Regions from separate parts of the Zea mays genome. Here region 2 is linked to region 1. The links are chromatin contacts, called in public Hi-C maps. All regions are on one chromosome and are shown on one strand. Each heading gives the region's core, a stretch centred on a gene start, on an enhancer-like site or on the middle of the called end of the contact. The rest is flanking DNA. Distances are from core to core; before and after follow the strand shown. Region 1 holds the start of LOC100193926. Region 2 holds the start of LOC100276031.

The links. Hi-C and Micro-C count contacts between places; a contact is called where the count stands out from the background.
Region 2: a contact with region 1 is called in a Hi-C map of leaf, with 4 times the contacts expected there. The contact joins the promoter of LOC100276031 here to the promoter of LOC100193926 in region 1. A contact is called at or near these places in 3 of 25 Hi-C or Micro-C datasets (ear, endosperm and leaf).

The regions. Positions count from the first base shown.
Region 1 is chr3:226,082,325-226,085,990 of Zm-B73-REFERENCE-NAM-5.0, forward strand. LOC100193926 reads left to right here and starts at 1,720. Exons shown (of 9, transcript NM_001138998.1): 1 at 1,720-1,928; 2 at 2,053-2,350; 3 at 2,471-2,553. The coding sequence starts at 1,839.
Region 2 is chr3:226,226,686-226,230,351 of Zm-B73-REFERENCE-NAM-5.0, forward strand. It overlaps LOC100276031, which reads right to left and starts at 1,556. Exons shown (of 8, transcript NM_001149921.2): 1 at 1,318-1,556; 2 at 593-711; 3 at 361-443. The coding sequence starts at 1,354.

The DNA.
Region 1 (3,666 bases), core at 470-2,969:
TCGTGGACTAAAATTCTCGAGAGCAGTTAGTTGGCCGGACCGTGCACCGGATTGTCCAGTGCACACCGGACTGTCCGGTGGGTGGCACCGCACCGTCCGGTGCTGCGCAGTCCAGCCCAAAGTCTCCTTTTTCAATCTTATTCCTTTTTATCCTTTTGATTTAACTTCATAAAATCCCTAACACTTAGACAAATATGATTAGTACACAAAACAATTGACTAAGTGTCCAGAGCTTACCTTTTTCACTTGGTCCCATATAGATTTGTATCGTGTCCTCTTCCAAGCTCAATTTGCTTCATGTACCTTTGCTCATTTATCATGTTAGACTAAACATAATGTGTTGAGCATCTAATCACCAAAACAATATAGAAATAGACCAAGGACATATTTCCCTTTCAGTTGCATCCTCAGAGCCTCAGTCCAATCCTCTTCGCATCCTGTGGACTATAAACATAAACACTACACACATTAGTCCACATGCTATGTTGATCATCAAACATCAAAATCAATTAGTCAAATGGGTCGAGGTCCATTTTCCTTACAGGAACAACGAGATGGACTTTTCTCAATTTAGTCTATGTACTTTATTTTAATTAATAACCCCGCTCGAAATCATGACATTTTGCTTTGGAAATTAAACTCCTGCTCGATTTTTTTAAAAAAATTGTGGTATTTAGTGAGGGGAGTAACTCTCACTAAAGTTAGCCTAGCGAAACGAAGGTGGGAGGGAAGTTTGAAGTGTACTTTTTAATCATAATGGGCGTGTTCGACACCTTTTCTTTGATTATTACCTTTTACATGGGCTTGGGAATCAAAAAAGGAATTACACATTAAAAAAACTTTTAATTAGAGTTGCGGCAATGTTTTGGTCCATTTGGTTCTGCCACGGTGATGTGGTTTTTAATCATAAATTAATCTCGTCGGTTCTGTAGGTTATTTTCAGGGGAACGCATTGAATTCAGTTTCGAAGACTGATGTAGAAGGACACCAAGAAGCCCTCAATATATACTAATCCTGAGGGGTGGTAGCCATGAATATCTTCACAAACCATGGATGACGATCCAATGTTAGAATTGTTGTTGTTTAATTTGTTTATGGATCCAAATTGTGAATGCTTTATCTCTCCTTAGTTGTTTGTGAAGTTCTAATTTTTATTTTGTTAAGAGCATCTTAAAGAGACTAGCCAAATAGTTCGTCAAGCTAAATTTTAGCTACTCAACAACAAAATAACTCTATAATAGACTAGCCATATAACTCGTCAAGTTATCCGACTCTCCAAATTAGCTCCCTCACTAGCCAAACATGGCTAGCCACTCTGACTAGACAAACTAGATAGATAGTCTATCATAATGAGATGCTACATATAAAGTGTAATTTTTATGAAAAGGTAAATATAGAGTTAAATATAGAGCTAAAAATAAAGAGTTTTTTGAAGATACTATAAGGTTCGTTCCATTTTTTCAAGCGAAATTAGTTCACTTTCTCTTAAAAATAGAAATCCCTTTAAAAAATATAGTTCCCAGACTAGCCTAAAAATTATAGGTCTATAAGGTTTTTTTTTTGCCATCGAGCTTTATATTCCTGCAAAAGGATTATCGAATATTGAAATGAAACTCGCGACAGACAGGTCGTCCTCTGCTCCGTGGACCCTATTCCTGCGATTATCTGGTTGCTCACATGGACGGTGATCCGTGATCCCCGGTGACCAAGGGTGTTGAATCCTCATGCAGGCAGAGGCAGAAACACTGCCCGAGGCTGATGCCTGATGGTGCGATCCCGTTCCCTGTCGCCATCGAGTTCGTTTTTTCGTTGCTTGACAGCCTTAAAGCGGCGCACGAATGCCACGAGCCACTGAGGCGGCTTCCCAGTTCACTCCAGGCCCAGGGCGCCCGGTCGCCATGAACTCCCGCTCCTCCTCCGGCGGCGTGGTAGGTGCCAGGTGGCTGCAATGTCCACCCTTCTCCCGGCGAGTATCCCCAGCGGGTTCTTGGTAGATCTCTCCTCTTCTCTGGATTCATCTCATGGTTCCTCGTCTGTTTTCTTCCCTGGCAGCGGTCCGAGAGCTCGCTGTCGTTGGGGGAGCGCCTCTGCGCGGTCTTCTTCCCCGTCATCGCCATCGCCGAGGCCGTTTTCTTCGCCTTCACCGACTGCCTCGCGGACCTCTGCACCGACTCCGGCTCCTCGCACTCGCGCCGCTTCGGCGCGGGCGCGTCCTCCTCCGCCGCCAGGAACAGTCGGAGCAACCATTGCCAGCCCCACCACAGACCTTTCCTACGCCGCGCCACTGCGGGTGGATGGACCTCCCCCAACCTCCGCCAGCTCGCACGCCTCGCCGACGAGTCCCGATGCTGTAAAAAAAATCGATCCAAGCCTACTCCACCTTTTGCTCTTCCTTGGTTTCTCCGCCTCCATCTCGCAATGCCGTTTCATCTGACTCTGTTTCGATTGAACTGAATTGGACTAAATGAAGTCTCGGTGAACGAGGTGGAGGCGCTCTTTGAGCTCTACAAGAAGATCAGCTGCTCCATCATCGACGACGGCCTCATCCACAAGGTGCATCCAACAAAATCCCTCTTCGATTCCCTGTATCTACCGTCCATATTCTTGTCATTCATGACGTGATTTGGGGTTAATTTGAACATCTATTTCTTTGAGTGAAGTATTTCTTGCTGTACTTGGAAGATGCGATTTTTTTTGTTTTTTTAGCCTGCGGACAATTGCCTCCTTGGCTTTAAATATGGAAGAAATAGTTACATAAGACCTGGGATAGTGACACTCTGTCATCCCCGCATGATTGACGAGTATATTAGGCCATTGAGGGCGACGTGCAATTTAGTACACAAATCCATCTTTAATTTTGCAGGGCATGCAGTGGATTGGATTATTTTCTGAGGGCTGGATTGGTTAAGACAATGTAATATTCTTCTTTTTGAGTTGATTGGAGACCGTCATGTGACAAGCACACATGACAAAATTTTAAAAGTTTGTTTGACAGCCCATTAAGATTGCTCGCCTGAATTTTCCCATATTCCGTGTGCCATTATATCCTAGGATAACACCTGCATCTCGGTATGCTTGGATCCCTGTATGCATGATTGAAGAGTAGGTGATTGAGGACGATGCTTAACTTAGTACATAGATCCATGTTGATTTGTTGCACTACACGCAATGGATTGGATTATTTCTTGAGGACTGAATTAGCTAAGACGACATCTTATTCTTCTTTTTGAGTCGATTGGAGACTGTCATGTGACAGGCCACATGAGTGCATTATAAAACTTTGTTTGACAGCCCATAGGATCACTTGTCTGAATTTTCCCATGTTGCGTGTGCAATTGGGTCGTAGGATAACACCTGCATCTCAGTATGCTTGGTTGTCATGTTCCTTCCTCTGCCATACCAAGGTTGAAGGTTTTGATTGGTGAAGCATGTGATCACATTTTTTTATTAAACTAACACAGCAGCAATTTTGTGTGCGTGTGATGCGGTTCAAAATCAGAGAAATATTTTTCAGCCTTACATTTTCAGCAGCATCTTCTATGTGTGCTGTGTGCACAATAGTCCAATTAGAAAATAAAATATGAATGTCCTTGCTCGTTTTGTATGCAACTAGACGAATGGCCAATGTCATATTAATTTTTCTTAACCATTCCACTGCTGGATGGT
Region 2 (3,666 bases), core at 306-2,805, 140 kb after region 1:
TAAAAATAGATCACCCAAAGGAGGTTTATATAGAGTGCATTCATGTCAAATATAATGTGGCACTTTAAGAAATGGTACTGCAAAATCATATATCAAGCAACAGGAACTTAAACGACCACATACAAGAAAAAACCAACTGCTACATACTCTGATAATTTGCTAATGACATCTAACAGCTCATAGAATATATATGCAAGACTCGACATAACAAGCATGCAGGACCTCAACTCATCAAATAGCAATAACTACTATGCCAAAATTTTGGAAACAAACAAGATGATGTCACAATAACGATTTTTTTCTATAATTGCTTCAATAGCCTGGTTAATGTTGCTGGTGATTACACAGTTCTGGTGTTACCCATTTCCACTGAAATCGAAGCGGAAGACACTGATCCCTTCCTTTGTCAACGCTTCCGCCAGGTCAAGAATGAGGCTGTCATTCTGGAAATGAGCAATAAATTGCATGAGGCAGCCGTAAATATTTTAACAACATTAAAATGCCTGGAATTTCCCAAACAAAGTAATAGTTGGCTACTTGGCCTGCAATTAAGTGATATATAAATATCTTGAAGGCAACAGGGTACATTTACCTTGGTAGCTATAAAACCATGGCACAAGACCACAATCTTGTTTGAAGCGGTGTGATGCAGCAGCCCCACAAGCCTCTCACCATGCTTGTTTGTTATCACAACCCTTTCTTGGGAAACAGCTGTGCGGAGGTGGTTATGTTATTCAAAGTTCAGTTCAACAGAGTATACTCAACACTCGTGTACAATACATTGCGCCAAAATAGCACTGCAGCTTGAAGGAAACGTTCCTGTAGCTTCAAAACTATTCAGTTATATACCCCCACACTGTGCAGTTCCAAGCACATCCACATAGAACAACAACATCCACTTGAAGCCCCAACTCTGAACCTAGCAAGATTTACTCGGTGGGTAAGGCTGGCAAACGAGGCATCATGATTGAGCTAATGATGCGTCATAGCAGGTAAGCTTTCTTCTCCACATGGTACTAGGAGCTTTGTTCATTGGATCGGTGACTACTCACTAACAAGGTGCTGAGGTCCATCAGCATGCATTGATCTAACTACTGACGCTGAACAAAACTGTAATTTTCAAGCAACTTTCACAACAACAGTCTGCAATTACCAAGTACAGGCATACTAATCCCGGAAGGACACGGCCCACTTAAGTTATAGGGGATTTTTAGGCTCCAGACTTTTGGAGTCCCAGAATCTAAATTTCTCGCCCAAAAACATGGAAAAAGGGGGTGCCGTACGGTCAATCGATGGCGTAAGGCGCAGGGTTCTTACGGGGACTGAAGGGGTCGTTGCCGTTGGTCTGTGCCATCACAGGGGCTGGCCTGCGTCTGCCTCGGGGTTGGGGATTTGCACGGTGAGACCAGAGGAGGGCTCCGGCGCCGATAGTAGCAGGAGGTGGAGGAGGGGTTCGTGACGTTCGTCGCTCGTGAGGACGAAGGGGAGGGGAGAGAATCGACGGCGAGGCTGTGGCGGCTCTGAGCCGGACGATGACAGGCGCGCACGAAAGAAAGTTATTTTCGCCAATGGCTCCGCTTTTTCTGTGCACCTCATTTATCTCTACCAATAACACGACAACAAAAACAACGTTCTCTATATTTCATCCTCTATACGCTAAACAAATAGATTAGATGGTCAATATTAGAGCACCTCCAACAGGCTCGGTAACTTGATTAGACTCGATAAAAAATTTAAAAATTCCGTTGAATACGCATCCAAGAGACTAGCTGTCTTCCACTCCTCGCCATCTTGATCGATATCTTCTCCGCCTCGCTAGGCATTTTTGCCGAGGCATACGGCTCGCCATCTACCTCCCATTGTGCCCTCCAGCCGAGCCGCCCGTAGTGGACAGTTGTCGTTCCCACGCTTCCTCTAGCTCTCCCGCCCACCACTGTCGACTTGCTCGTGGCAACGGCCTTCAGTTTATCGGCGTTCGAGTCTTGACTGAACAGGCGAGCGGCTGGCCATCTCGGTCATGTCGATGATCTACAGATCGCTGTTGTCGTCAACTCGCATACCTCAAGACCGGGCGCGGTCACTCGCACTCGTGAGGGAAGGCTGATTGCTGGCAAATGCGGTTACTGGATGCCCTGCGAGGAAGGGAAAGATATGATGCAGTCTTTGTTTGTTCAGCCACCAGAGTTGAGAATTCAAGCGCCGGGAAAAAAGCACCAAAAATGTTGGATAGTTTTTGTTTTAGCTAGTCTATTGGATACATCCACCTAGGTTGAACTCTTCTATCTTTTTTACAGCCTTCAATACTTCAAATTTAGCTAGAATTTATATCTAGTCTGTTGGAGTTGCTCTTAGCCATTTCTAGCATTTTACAGTCATTTATTACTAAGAACGTCCTCTATATTTCATACTCAATTTTCTCCGGCATTTTACAGTCATTTGCTACTACACCCATTGCATTAAGTTTTTTTGTGTCATTATCGAATACAAAGAGGACTTTAATAACTTTAATTTAGAAAAACTTCACTCGTCCGCCGCAACAGGAATAGTTAAAAAAACTCTATATACACTTGTTGCATCAAAAATAATCATGCCACTTTGAAAAATTTAGAATGTAAATAGGTCATATTTTATTGTATAATAAAATCTTAGAGAAAACTCAACTCTACAAATAGATCACTTACATTAAATTAGATTGTGTGTCTCTTTTATGTGCGGCCTTAAGACGGCGATACCAAGATTTCAAACATTTTTATTTATCTAATGACCGCAATGTACTATAAATAAATAAGAAATCAAATATTTTATTGATAACCTTAATACTGTTTATATCTTCTTATAAGTGAAGAAATAGCTTGATTAACAATAAGAATAACGATCTATTTCAACGTTCTCATAATTCTAGACCATGCTTTAATCAATATATATTGGGCCCTAGGAATTTTGTTGGGAACGTGTGTGGTCGTATAGTTGGGACTTGGGAGTTGGGACGGCCGTGAATATGGGTAATTTTATGGAAGACACGGTGACAGTTCTCTTCGCTCATCGACGTGAACCGAACCGATTGACGAAAGACCCATCTTCTCCTCCCATAGCTGCTTGAGGTTTCAGACATGGCAAAAAAAAAAGTTGAAGGAGAGAGACCAATGGAGAGAACCTGAGTGGTGACTGCTGACCGTTGCCTGGGCATGTTTTGGCACCAATGGAATCGGTTTGGCGCCAAAAAGGATCGGGGTACGTAGTGGCATAGCAGTGGAATGAAACTATCACCTAGTCTCAGTAGTCTTGCGGTATTTAAATCCTTTTGCAACTCCGTTAGCCACCGTTACCATGTAGTGTCAAAGGAATGGCGGGGAGAGAGAGAAAAAAGTTTAAATGAAAGACATGGTCTAGAAATAATTATAAAGTTGTACTAGTAGTGTACCCGTGTGTTGCAACGGCACACGAATTATTTGATAAAATACTAGTGTACAACGATTACCTGATTATATGAAAACAAACCACCCAAATATTATAATTGATCACTAATTATTCTTAAGTCATTTGAAAATGTCAGAACTTGAGTGCATTGCTAGTTTCATCCATCTGAAGGACATAAGAAACATTTGTCGAGTGCAACAAAAAAACGTTTTATGAAACCGAGTTAGGTGAACAGTTATTAATCTAACA